Regions from separate parts of the Rattus norvegicus genome. Here region 2 is linked to region 1. The links are chromatin contacts, called in public Hi-C maps. All regions are on one chromosome and are shown on one strand. The core of a region is the stretch at or near the end of the contact, and the rest is flanking DNA. Distances in the headings are between cores, read along the strand shown.

The links. A called contact is a pair of places that touch in the nucleus more often than the background predicts.
Region 2: a Hi-C map of liver shows a contact between it and region 1, with 2.5 times the contacts expected there. The contact joins two enhancer-like sites. A contact is called at or near these places in 4 of 12 Hi-C or Micro-C datasets (hepatocytes, liver and mammary epithelial cells).

Annotation. Positions count from the first base shown.
Region 1 is chr2:226,605,603-226,609,481 of GRCr8, forward strand. Manba (mannosidase beta) reads left to right here. Exons shown (of 17, transcript NM_001031655.2): 4 at 1-154. Among named protein-coding and RNA genes, the nearest start is that of Manba, 24 kb to the left of the region's middle. Within about 2 kb of position 2,204, at least 43 of the 93 cell types and tissues checked have an H3K27ac peak or open chromatin away from gene starts, as enhancers often do.
Region 2 is chr2:226,824,395-226,828,273 of GRCr8, forward strand. LOC134485974 (a long non-coding RNA gene) reads left to right here. Exons shown (of 2, transcript XR_010064450.1): 2 at 3,183-3,500. Among named protein-coding and RNA genes, the nearest start is that of Nfkb1, 21 kb to the left of the region's middle. Within about 2 kb of position 2,042, at least 19 of the 93 cell types and tissues checked have an H3K27ac peak or open chromatin away from gene starts, as enhancers often do.

The DNA.
Region 1 (3,879 bases), core at 954-3,453:
TGTGGTCAAAGACGTGAACTCCCTAAAGCTGCGGTTCCAGTCAGCAGTGCAGTATGCTGAGTGTCAGAGCAAAGCTCACACTCAATACCGGGTGCCCCCAGAGTGCCCCCCAGTGGAACAGAAGGGTGAATGCCACGTCAACTTCATCCGAAAGGTAATCCTCCTTCAAATGTGTGTGAGCCGCAGCTTTGCCCCTGTCAGACTTGAAGGTTTGAAAACAAGATTTTCTGAATTCTTGTGGCAGACCCTCATTCTTCTAGGTTTTCTTCCTGAAGCATGTTTCAGAATTTAGGTACACACACACACACACACACACACACACACACACACACACACACAGTGGATAACAGACCTTGATGTTATATCCTAGGTTGGCCTAGAACTTACTATGTTGTTAAAAGAGGCAATCTCTTGGTTTAGCCTCCCAAGTCTCGGGATTACTGGCATGAACCACCATGGCTGGCGGATAATAGGACTTTATAAATTATTGTATTATTATTTCAGGCAGGGACTCCTCCAGCCCTGGTGGGTTTCAAACTTGCTATGTAGCCGAGGATGACCTCCAATTTCCAATCCGCCCCCATCTCTCTGCAGAGTGCAGAGTTTAAGGTGGGCACAATCATGCCTGGTTTTATGAGGTCCTGAGGAGAAAACCCAAGGCTCGGTGTATGTTAGGCAGAGCCCCGGGCTAACTCTTCCAACTGAGTTACAGTCCCATTTCTGTAAGTTAATTTATAACATTTATATTTATCAAAGCTGTTACCAGATGTGAAAACTTATTAGTGATTCCTGTGAGTAGCATCCTGCTGGAAAGAAATATGTTCTCAGGTGTGTGTTGTCATACACACCTCAACTCTAGCATTTGGGAGGCAGAGGAGGTAGATCTGCATGAGTTCAAGGCCAGCCTGGTCTACAGAGTGAGTTCCAGGACAGCCAGAGCTACACAGAGAAACATCCCACACCACCCCCGCTAAAACAAAAAGAAAAAGAAAAAAAATTTTTTTCTGAGATGTTCTCATATTTTACTGCTAGGATCTTAAACGGCAGAATGGGAAGGTATAACCCACAAATGATTTTTCCTTGAGGTTTATTCTCTTCTACAGTCCTTGAACATATACTACTATGTAATTATTGCATTATAATTGTATGTAACGTTTAGGTTTTGTTTGGTTGATTTTATTTTTTGTTTTGTTTTTGAGGCAGTGTCTCACTAGTAGCCCTGGCTAGCCTAGAACTCATCCTGTAGACCAGGCTGGCTTTGAACTCATAGAGATCTTCCTGCCTCTGATTCCAGAGCTCTGGAAGACATTTAGTTTTTAAGAAGAAAATGTTGCTCTTCTTCATCAAGTGTTTGGCCCTTCTATATTTTCCACATCAATGTAAATCCTCTCTTGTCTCTGCTTCCTTCTCTGCTCGGCACGATGGTCGCCTCCATCTTTTCTACTCCCCTCCTCCCATCTTGTCAGTCACCTACTCATCACCATGGCAACATGCTGAGTGGAACAGATTGGCTGGGGGCGGAGCATCTCTTTTGGTTTTCAGTTTCAAAGGAGTTCAGTCGGTGCTGTCTGGCTCTGCGCGCCTGCGGTGAGGTAGAACATCAAGGCAGAAGGGAGTGCAGGACAAAGCTGCTTTCGTCATGGCATCCTGGAAGCAGAGGGATACCGAGGGAGTGACTGAGATTGGGGGTACCCTCAAGGGCATGGCATCAGTGATCTGTTCACTCCAACAGGGCCCCACATTCTAGTTCCTGCCATTTTCTAGGCAACCTTTGTTCTTTGAATCTGGGTCCTGTCACTTCTTGCACAGCATGTTGCCCTAGTCACCCAACTGGCATTCCCACAACTCCATTGGCTTTCTTTCAACTAGTTATCCATGGTGCAGCTGGCATGGTCTCCTCGGACAAAAATAACCACAGCATCCCTTTACGTAAAACAGAAACGGACTTCCGAGTCCACACGAACTGAGGAAGTCCATACCAACTGATAGGACTAGTTATGCTTTTCAAAGTTTATCATTTTCAACAGCTTGGCACCAGCAGTAGGCTAATGCCCAAGGCTCCTAGCTCAGTCTTCGCCCCACCTCCTCCTGTTTGAAGCAGGCTGCATCCTGATGGTATTTGCACACGCATTTCCTCTGACAGAGCCCTTCCACTTCCTTTCAACGTGGAAGAAAGAGGCCCCCCTCCCTGCGCATGCGCAAGAGAAGCATCTTACTTTTTGTCCTGTGGAGGAACTCAGGGCCTTGTGTATACTTAAGCAAGCGCTCCACCACTGAGTCACATCCTCAGCTTAAAAGTTTTTTCTTCTGCTTTCTTTTCTTCGGAAAACTTGTGTAGATACTTGACCCTGCCTCCCTGCTTCTAGCTCCCTATTTCCGTTATAAAGCTCACCATGCATGTATTATTCCTCCGGTGCCCAACTTCCTTGCTCGTTTGTGAGCATCACGAGTAGGATCCATTACTGTGCTGTGTGTTGATGTATCCCAGCCTGAGTCACAGGGTGTCACTCGCACTTTCTGAGTCAGTGAAAATCCTCATTGGCTGAGGGAACCGAGTGATTTGAAGCTTGATGGGGGTGTTGAATATTTTGCTCTCTCCTTGCCTGCTGTCTTACTTAGGGTTATCATTGTTGCAGTGAAACACCACGACCAAAAGCATCTTGGGGAGGAAAGGGTTTATTTCACTCACGGTTCCATGTAACAGTTCATCATCAAAAGCAGTGAGAGCGGGAACTCAAGCAGGGCAGGAACCCGGAGGCAGGAGCTGATGCAGAGGCCGTGGAGGGGTGCTGCTTACTGGCTTGCTCAGCCCACGTTTTTGTAGAACCCAGGACCACCAGCCCAGGGATGGAACCAGCCACAATGGGCCGGGCCCTCCCACATACTCACTAATTAAGAAAATGCCCTACTTTCTTGTCTGTATAAGTTAGTCTTACTGAGGCGCCTTGTCAATTGAGGTTTCCTCCTGTCAGATGACTTAGCTTAGGTCAAGTTGCCATAAAACTAGCCAGCACACCCCACACGGCCAGCAGAAGATCCGAACCTATCTATGTGTTTACAAATGTTCTGTGAGGCTCCTTGGGATCGGTTTCATTTCAGATATGAAAATCTGACAGTTAAGCGGTGAGTTTAGACAGGCATAGGTGCCAGGGAGAACTCTAGTTGTTCGTCTTGCTTTTTCTTAATATTTATTTATTTTAATTACAATATAATTACATCATTTCCCTCCTCCTGTGTTTTCTCTCTCCAGCCCTACCCTGTTCCCCTCTTACTCCCTTTAAAATCTATGGCTCCTTTTTCCTTGATCATCGTTGTATGTGTGCATATAAAAATGCATAAACACATAGGTACAGCTTGCTGCGTCTGTTTAACTCTGCTTTTGTGTACATGATTTCAGGGCTGAGCACTCGGTGTCCTTCATCCAGTTATGATCTCTTTCCTGGGGAAGGTGAATTCTCCCTCTCTCTGCAGTCCCTCGAAGGCTGTTGTCCTTTGCTTAGGGGTGGGGACCCTGTGAAAATGTTCCCACTCACACCTATTGGTCTTTCATTGTCTAGGTCTTGTTTAGGGCGCCATATTGTCACTGTCATGGTCTCATGGATACAGGGTCCCAGCGGACTTGCCGATCTTCTAGCTCTTACAGTTTTGCCACCACCTCTTCCTTAATATCCCCCGGGCCACAGGTTTCAGAGCCATGCTGTGGGTGCCCTCATTGTGACTGGGAATCCTATGGTCAGATGATTTCTGTATTTTGACTGGTTGTCATTTTCTGAGATGGTCTCTGTCTGCTGCGAAGAGAAGCTTCTCTGGTGAGGGGTGAGAGCCACACTCTTGTTTTTCTCTGTAGTAGAAACATATTTATCTGACACAAATTTCTTC
Region 2 (3,879 bases), core at 792-3,291, 220 kb after region 1:
TTTGAAACCTTAGTATAAATAGAATTTGGCGGATTTTTTTTTTGAAAGCCACTAGTGCTGAAAACTTGTATTATTTTCTGGGAAAAAAATATAATGGGACATCTGTTCTTTAGAATTTTGAGTCATTCTGAACCATGCGTGATTCATGACTTGCTCATTTTTAGTTCATTTTAGGGGAAGAATTGGCAAGGTGCACAAAGGAGACATTGAGTTAGAAGAAATTTTGGTTTCTAAGGTATTAAGAATGTTTCCAATAATACTATTACTTTTATAGGAAAAGAAGGGCAGTGGGGGCTTTCACTCGACATATCGCAAAAACTCTGAGCACATCAGCACACATCAAATGTAAATGATATTTTTAAAATTAAGAAAATTTTATTCTGGGGTTGGGGATTTAGCTCAGTGGTAGAGCGCTTGCCTAGCAATCGCAAGGCCCTGGGTTCGGTCCCCAGCTCCTAACAAAAGAAAAAAAAAAGAAAAGAAAACTTTATTCTAACTGTTCACAGTTTTAACCAGTTGAAATGTGAATACTTTACTGCATAGGAGACCCCTTAATGATAACACAGAAGGTTTTACAATGAGCACCGGGGCTAGGTTGACAAGAAACATCCCATTTGCTCTGTTTATTACATTTGTAACATGTTTGTCTGAGTTAGGGTTACTGTTGCTGTCTTGAAACACCATGACCAAGCAACTTGGGGAAGCAAAGGTTTATTCCACTCACAGTTCCATACAACAGTTCATTACCAAAAGCAGCGAGAACCTGGAGGCAGGAGCTGATGCAGAAGCCACGGAAGGGTGCTGCTTACTGGCTTGCTCCTCGTGGCTTGCTCAGTTTGCTTTCTTAGGACCACCAGCCCTGGATAGAACCACCTAAAGTGTGCTGGGTCCTCCCACATCAATTTCTAATTAAGAAAATGCTCTGTAGTCTTAACCTAAAGTCAGGTTTTATGGAGGCATTCTCTTTCCTATTGAGGCTCTCTTGTCTCTGTGACTCAAGCCTGTGATAAAATTGACATACAACCAACCAGTACTATGTTGTTCCTATGACACCATGGCTAGAAAGGAACACTTTACCCCTGCCCCCTTTAGAAAATATTTATTTCACTATTTATGTGTATGAGTGTTTTGTGTGCATGTATGTACACTCACCACATGGGTGTGTGATGCCCAAGCGGGTCAGAAGAGGACATGGAATCCACTGGAACTGGAGTTTCAGATGGTTGTGGGCTGCCATGTGGCTCTCGGAGTCCAACCATAGTCTCCAATAAGAGCAACACATGCTCTTGTCTGATGAGTTAAGAGTTATTTCAGGCCCAAGACCCGCTACATTTTTGACCACTTCTCTGACAGCTTTGTCTGAGATCTCCTCCCAGGTATTTTTGGCGAGTGCCTTTAAAATATACTATTTTTTTTCTATGAGGAAAGTAAGGTAATTAAAAATAGAGCTTTCAGGGGGTGGCCGGGAAACAGTTGTGCCAGGGCAAAGATTTCTAGTTAGGGAGAATGAGTTAAGAAAGGGAAGAACTAGTTAGTAAATGTTCACACCCTGCAGATGGCAAACCTCTGACAATATGTGTGAAGCCAGTTGTTTGTGAATACATTTCCATGGTTATACCTTAGTCATCTGTACCTCAACCAGAGTCTAGGTCTTCCTTTGCGATTCTCTCTCTCTCTCTCTCTCTCTCTCTCTCTCTCTCTCTCTCTCTCTGCAAATGGCAGTGACTTCTGTATATCCCTGAAAGTTGATATCCGAAGATTTAAAAGGACATCAATAGCACCAGGGGTGTTTCACTTTCAGGAACAAAACTATATTGTTCCAGTGCCTTCTTTGCCTTCTGTTGGCTTCCCGGTGTCGGTGTCACCAGGCTTCTGGCTCTGCGGCTGACTTCTTCCTAAGAACCTTTGCTTTGATGCAGGTCTGCAAGCTGCGATGTATGCTGCCCCCTCCTGGTACTGTTTGAAGAGGCGAGCTCCGCTTAATGAAAGTGACTCACATGCTATTCGCGAATACGCTTTTCAGACATTTGCTCTCCGTTCCTGCTCCTACTCAGCCAGTTAAAGGCCAGTGGAAAGTCCAGTCTGATGAAATTTGAAACTCGCTGGTGGTTTAATAGGCAGCCAGAACACTAGCTGATGCACATGAGAGAAAAAGAGAAAGGTCTACTCTTTGATGCAGACCGTTGAGTCAAAAGCCCTGGCAGCCATAGAGCCCCCTGCTATGTCAAATCTTGGTGAAAGGTTTGCTGACTCATTACCAAGCACGTTTGCTTTAATTTTAATTAAAACGATCCAACTACATTCTCAGTAGTGTAGCTGCCCACAAACTATGCCATGCGTATGAACACCTTTAAAACCTCACTAGCTCACACAAAATAGACCAACGTCACTTTACTGGGTAAAGTTGCCAGCTGTTTTCAAAGGTCTGAACTGCAGAACTCCTAGGAAATACATCGGGGCTGGGGGGAGGAGGGGGAGGCAAGGAACATGGTTGACTTTTTTGAATTATAAATATGGGAAATTCTTAATCCACACGCCTGCTGCTCTCTGGAGAGGGAGAACGGTCCAGAATTGCCCAGAATGGTTACCACTGAGTGGTTAGTAACCCCCATAAGGCCCGGTGTACAATACACTTAAAAGTGTCAATAGAGTAGATAACATATTGCTAGCCTTCTTTAATATCTTCAGTTTACATATGAAATCGTGTTTGAGCTTAAGCATGAATACAGACGTTGCAATAAGCATACATGGACTTTGTACAAGGTATTGAGCAGAGTCCAGCTTGGAGACCAGCTTCTGCGGCCTCAGCAAGGAGTGTGTGAGGAATGTTGAAGCCCCTACTGTTGTTTAGTTAAACTGATGAGGCAGCAAACACTCCCTAAATATTTATGCTCATCCCGTAGACAAATGCCACTTTAAGCCTTAGTTGGAGTTGCTTCTCTCTGCGATGAACAGTGGTGAATACAAACTCATGGCTGCTCGAGATGCTGAGGGTAAACGGCGATTCAGTGCTTCACGCTAAACATGACGTGTATGTCCTGTCCGCTAGGGGTCAGGGAGCAGAGGAAAAGGAGGATGAAGAGCTTAAAGATAATGGAGAGGGCGTGAAGAAATGGCGTCTTCTGGCCATGACACAACCATTGCAACCACCAACTCACAGTATTTGTGTTTCCTTTCACTAGGCCTACACAAGATGGCACCTGTCACCAGTCAACTATGGGTGGGGACCAGCTCACCAGTGCCAGCTTTCTCTGCTAAACTGTTGGCTGCTGATGGATTTTGGGAGAGGGGAGGCCTATACTGCATTTGTGTACCCACTGATGGGCCGAACCAGGCTCAGACGGGCCCATTGCCACACAGACATCCGTGGTTAAGCCTAGTGAGTCACAAAAAACAGAGTGAAAAGACAGGAATATGGGAAGTGAACGTGCAGGGAGGAGGGGCGTGTTGACAGGGTAAGGTGGGAGGTAACAGCAGATGTGGGATGAGTGGAAGCAGACTGTATTAGATACATGTATGACATTCTTAAAGAATAAATTTAATAAAGCTATATAATTATAATATACATGATGTCTAATATAATAAATAATGCATATATCACAGTATATTATATTATACATGTTATTTATATACAATATGTTTATGCTTAATACATATGCTGCAAATATCATAATGCATTATGTATTAAGTGTTATATTGTGTATTTATGTGCTTATAGGATTATATATAATATCATAATATAAAAGTATAACACATATAATAATATAACATATGAATATATTATGTTATAATATATTACAATATATTATTGTATAATATATAATATAAACATAACATATATTATCTACTATAATTATATATTATATATACTTACATATT